2 separate regions of the Pan troglodytes genome follow, and region 2 is linked to region 1. The links are chromatin contacts, called in public Hi-C maps. All regions are on one chromosome and are shown on one strand. Each heading gives the region's core, a stretch centred on a gene start, on an enhancer-like site or on the middle of the called end of the contact. The rest is flanking DNA. Distances are from core to core; before and after follow the strand shown.

Evidence for each region. A called contact is a pair of places that touch in the nucleus more often than the background predicts.
Region 2: a contact with region 1 is called in a Hi-C map of induced pluripotent stem cells, with 1.8 times the contacts expected there. The contact joins two enhancer-like sites. A contact is called at or near these places in 2 of 7 Hi-C or Micro-C datasets (induced pluripotent stem cells and stem cell-derived neural progenitor cells).

What each region holds. Positions count from the first base shown.
Region 1 is chr9:20,876,397-20,879,096 of NHGRI_mPanTro3-v2.0_pri, forward strand. PLEKHA7 (pleckstrin homology domain containing A7) reads right to left here. Exons shown (of 30, transcript XM_016920488.4): 24 at 2,615-2,700; 25 at 1,936-2,136. Among named protein-coding and RNA genes, the nearest start is that of SOX6, 50 kb to the left of the region's middle. Within about 2 kb of position 1,430, at least 3 of the 24 cell types and tissues checked have an H3K27ac peak or open chromatin away from gene starts, as enhancers often do. A contact at or near this core is called in induced pluripotent stem cells, where this site is marked.
Region 2 is chr9:20,969,330-20,972,270 of NHGRI_mPanTro3-v2.0_pri, forward strand. The region is part of intron 3 of PLEKHA7 (pleckstrin homology domain containing A7); the gene reads right to left. Among named protein-coding and RNA genes, the nearest start is that of PLEKHA7, 140 kb to the right of the region's middle. Within about 2 kb of position 1,427, at least 1 of the 24 cell types and tissues checked has an H3K27ac peak or open chromatin away from gene starts, as enhancers often do. A contact at or near this core is called in induced pluripotent stem cells, where this site is marked.

The DNA of each region.
Region 1 (2,700 bases), core at 180-2,679:
GACCTGCATCCTCACAGGCCTTTGACCGCTGAGCAGGTTGTTGAGAATAGAGCAGGCTCAAAGCCTCTCTTCCCCTGAGCAAAACCAAAGCAGATGCTTATCTATCCCAGGCCATCTTCTCTCTCCCATCCATCCACCTCAAAGCCCCAAATGGTCCTGATTGTCTTTGATGCCTCAAGTCCCTCCAGAACCCCAAACCCAGAGCCATATTCGCACATTTCACCCATTCATGCACAAGCTCTCAATAATGACTCCAAATCAATGTAATCACTCTTAGGTGATGGTTTCCAACTATTGTTGGAAAGGATTAGGCAATTGAAGTTCCAAAGATGAAAAAATCAATTTAATGATTCACAAAGAAAACATTCATTTCCTTACAGGCTCACAAATGCTCCAAATAGAGACAAGTCCTCATTTAAACCCAGCCTGATTGTTTCCACAAACAGGAAAAGTTCACTAGACTCTATAAGGTATCCTGGGGAAGAACCACGCCAATCCATTATTATTAAGCAACATGTTTATTGGCGTTGATGCAGAGACTTACACAAGTCTTCTTTTTTAAGAGAAAAATTACAAGGTATTCAAGTTACGATTTTTAGATAATCTCTACATTTGAGACATCAAATTATAAAAGGTCAGTGTTACCCCATATGACATTTGTTTTAAAAGTTTAAAGGTTACCAGGTTTGCAGCTTTTAAAGATATGAATGTCCTGGGCCTTACCCCTTTGGTGTCTGAGCTAGCAGCTGCAGAGAGGCCCTCTGAATATACAGTATATTTTGCTATCCCTTCAAGTTATTAAATACCAGAAACACAAAAGGTTTTCCATAAGAAATTGTGTGATTGGACTATAGGAATTAAAACCGAACAACCTCAGTCTTGGGAGAATGTATTCAAACGTGCAATCTCTTAAGTCCCTGTCTACTGTCCAGGTGTAAAGCATGGATTTTTATAAATTAATAATGCCCAGACCTCTGCCAATGACTGTGGCGTCAGGCAGCAGGTTGGCTCAGGCTTGTGGGGTGGCTTTTGGGACAAGTGAATTATGAGTCAGTAGGCCTGCATGAAGAGGGCAGCAGAAAGGTGAGTCACATCTGGGAACACTCAACAGGCTATGGAGACAAGAACCGCTATTACAAGCCCGGTAATAAGTAGCACAGGCCAGTTAGAGCATGTTCAATGCAAATCAGAAGCTTCTGTAAACACAATCAGGCAGGATTAGAGAGGCAATGAGCGGTAACACTAAAAGCAAAGGAGCTTGTGCAATGAATTAGGGAAAGAACAATCAGGCTAGAGGTTTAGGGAAACATGGGATTTCAAACAACAGGGAAAAGTCAAATGGAATGTTTCCAAAGGGACCTAAGGTGACTGTGGACAGGGCGCAGCGCCAGGAAGCGCCACCAGGGGGCAGCACAGGCCTCCCCAGCAATCCCAGACACCCTGAGGCCTCTGCACTGCAAGCCCAGGGAGACCAGTGGCCCTTGGGGCAGGGGTGTGACCCCGTGCTCCATCACCCTCACACAGCATCTGCTGGCAGGTCTGGGAGGCTGATCAGTTTGCTTGTGCTTCTAACCAAATCATGTCACCATCTTCCTCCTCTCCTCTCTGAACCCTGTATTCCCAGGTCCTGAATTCAGCCGAGATTCCGAACGCCTGCAAAGGCCCCTCTCCATCGCGGCTGGGAGGACTGACTGGGTATTTCCTCAGGCTCCTGGGCCTGTTTGATCCTCACTCCAGCTCTGGTTCAGGTCACCCTCTGACCAGGCATTTGTCCAGCCTGGGTCGTGGACAAACAGCCCCGTGGGGTGTTCTCTGAACCATGTAGGTCAATGGACAGCTCTCTCACTGGGAGGTGTGATGTGCTTGTGTTTGGGGGACTCTGAGGGGCACTCGGCTCCCTGTCCCTGCCCCGCTGCCTGGCCCCTCCTAACATACTGAGCCAAGATCTCCAGGGAGCGGCCGGCTGAGGTAGCGAGATGAGGGCAGGCCCGTCCTCTCCCCTTGGCCCAGTGTCCTCTTGCGCTCTCGGACCAGGGCCTTCTGGTGTCGCTTCATGCGCTCCAGCTGCTCCTCTGCACTCATCTTGCCTCGCTGGTGATCCCCTGAGTACAGGCGCTCCAAGGCACTCTTAGGTCTCTGAGGAAGAGGAGGCAGGCAAGAGAGACACAGAACAGCTGGGCTGGGCACGCAGAGGACGGCCACCCTGCTGGCTGCATTCCCGTTGTCTCTCTCTCACACACATGCACACTCTAGTTGGGCTCCTCTTGGCCTTAGAGAACTATCTCCTCTAAGCAACACGATGCCCCCAACCCTCAGGAGCTTTCTGAGTAGCACCCATTCTGCAGATGCAGACACTTAGGCTCAGGCCTGTCCAGTGAGGCCAGAACCCAGGGTGCAGGCTTCTTGAGCTCCCTCCTGCCACCCTGACAGGCCAGAGAGAAAGGCAGGATGCCCTCCTTGGTGGACAGTGGGTGACAGGGAGCTCAGGAGGGGCTGAGGCCACCCCAGAGGCCATCCCCAGGGCTGAAGGGATGGCCAGTTACTGTCCTCCTGGGAGACCCTCTCTCCCCATGTGAAGGAGCAGGGAGGTCCTCGACAGCTCAAGGCCACTCACAGGGAAGGTCGCCTTGCTGCTTTCGGCATTGAGACCCCTCCGGAGTGTGACGTAGGGAGCAATGGTGGACGACTGCTGGAGCCTTG
Region 2 (2,941 bases), core at 177-2,676, 93 kb after region 1:
GACAGGAGCTGAGTACCAGCCTTGTCACTACCAGCTAGCTCTACAGCCCAAGCAACTACTCAACCTCCCTGGGCCTCAGTTTTCTCATCTGTAAAATGGGGGGTGCAGGTAGGTTCTCCATCTAGAAAGGCCACACAGGCCTGCAGGAAGCCCAGGCAGATCAGAGCCACACAAACTGGAATTCAAATCCTAGCTCTGCCACACACTGGTAGTGCATGACCTTGAGCGAGTTAGTGGCTTTTCTGAGTTTATCTGTAAAGAAAAGATTAATTCCGACTCTGCATTGTTGTTATAAAGAACACTGATAACATCCCAGCCCACAGTAGACACTTCAACCTTCAGTGCCTGCTATATTTATCTTCTGCTAGCTCTAAAACTGCACTCCAATAGAGTTGTTTTGCCTTTTTCCACATTGCAGACTCCAGCATGTTCAGCCTGCTCTAGGACAGAGGCTCAAGAACACGCTTTCTTTTCTTCCCTTTGAGTTAAGGCACAGCACCCAGCCTCCTGTTTAAATTTCTATTTAAAGAACTCACCTGGCAGGCAAAGTGGTTTAAGATCAAGAGGCACCTTCCACCAGCCACACTTCCATCCCCGACAGGTTCAGAAACTGCGGCCCGAGAAAAGCCGCATTCTATAGAAGTTTTCAAACCTGTCCTGTGAAACATTTTTAATCTTAGAACACCCAGTTTTATGCTTCCATTTAGTACACTTAAATAAGTCAGTTTCCCCAACTGTAAAATGAGAAGGCTGGAGCAGGAGATGTTTCCAGGATGTTCCCTCCAGCTGTAGCATTTTAAGATGCTGCAGTTCATCTCAAACTGTCATCCACAGAGCTACAGACTGAAATGTAACAACACTACACACAACTGCAAACACAGAGACAGAGGCAGACCAGTTGTCCTCCCCAACCTCACCTGCCAACAAAATTACTCTGTAATAACATCAGGGAGGTGTAGTTAATGATACTTATGTCTTATTTACGCCCAATTACATTGGATGGTGGTTGTTTTTATTTAACTATAGGTGCTCCCAACCATCAAAAACTCCCTTTCTCTCAGTCATTACTTGACTTTCATGAATCAGAATATACCACAGCAAACTGAATCCCTATGAAACCAGTACAGGACTAACCTGCTTTCTTGTTCTTACCGGAAAAGGCAGGGGACACACTCACCCTCCCTTTGGGCTCCACGTTCGGATAGTGTCTTCCCCAGCTGCACCACCTTATTAAATCTTAGGTTCAGGTCAGACAGGGAGGGAGACTCCCAGCCTGCCTGCTGTCTCTCAATTTCGGTTCTTGAGCAGCTGCCTCCCAAGGTGTTACAAATCCAGCAGCCACTTGCTCCTGCTCATTCATTCTCCTTCCTCTCCACCCCCCACACAACATCTGGCAACCAGGCAGGAACACAGTTCCAGCTCTGAGTCACTGCCCCACTGTGGCCAAGGGGAGCAGTGGCTAGAGGTAATCAACCAGGCAAGCACTTCACGTCTCTAGAATCCAATTCTTCCGTTCTTTGAGACCATGGGGTTGGCTGCCCCTCTAGAACCAGGACATAAAGAAACACCCCTACCTACAGCTCTGGATTCAGAACAAATTGCTCATTCAGGTTTGCCCTACCATGCTGAGCTGAAAGCCCCAAAACAGAGCCTATCTTTGGTGAAGAAACAATGGCTCCTTATCAATATTTCATACCAGTCAGGGCAGGGAAAGGTTTGAGTGGTTACAGGTCAGCAAACCCACTCCCCCTGGTAACAATGATTCTTTCATCAGTGCTTGGGATGGCTAAGGTTCTCTCAGCACCGATTTAACCATGTGGCACTCACTCCCAGAACAGGTCTGAAAACGAGAAGGGCAGAGGGGTTAAAAAGAGAAACCAGGCACCAAAGTGAAAGATCAACACTGTGGCTCTTTTCATTGCAACCTACGTAGTTCTACAAGTCACAGTGCAGGTGACACTTGAATATGAGCTCCATGGGGCAGAGACTAGTGTTTTCACAGCTATGTTCCAGGGCTTAGCATAATGCCTGGCACATAGTAGGTATTCCACAAATATTTGAATGAAAAAAATACAAGGGGTTTTGTCCTGAGGCTACTTAGGATGACTGTATTACTAAAACTCGTATCCATCTTTTCCCTTTTAGAAACCCCCATATCCTTCGTAACTCCTAATACTACCTGTAGTGAATGTTCCATAAATCTTTAAATGTGGAGATGATTTACTGTTAAACCGAAGAAGCTCAAGCTTTAGGGCCCCTCACTTTCACAAGCCTCCTCCAGGTCCCAGGAAGAGCCCTACCAATGTGTTTACATGCTTTCTGCAATTTTATATATTTTTAAAGAAAGCTCCCCAAACTATCATATTAAACACCAAGCCCTACAAAATATCGAACTGCCATAGCAGAATGAATGAATGACTCACAAGCCATGCTGGCATATTATCCTAACAAGGGCATTTGCTTGGACAGAACTGTTTTGGTCACAGAAGAGGTATACCCTAGCCTACAGACACAGCCTAATTAATCAAAAGTCCATCACTAAAAAGACTGGATTAGGTTTAAGAGCACAAACCCCACACATTCAACACTTATTAAAGCCCAACTATTTGCTTAGCCCTCTGAGTGCTTTGGAGAAAAATAATGATTAGATCATAATCACCCCCACAGAATAGTAGCTTATAATCCAATAGAATAGACTGATATGGTCATAAGTACATATAAATATATATTTCATATGTATATATACATATTCACACACACACACACAGAGTTCAGAGTGGGTGTCGTCATAGAAAAGCAAAGCAGACCTACTTGCTATGTATCAACCTAAAAGGCATAAAACCCTAGGAGGTAAATTATATTATCTTCATTTCACAAAAGAGGAAACTGAGGCCCAAAGGAGTCAAGGGCCGTTCTAAGATCATATAACAAGCAAGTGGCA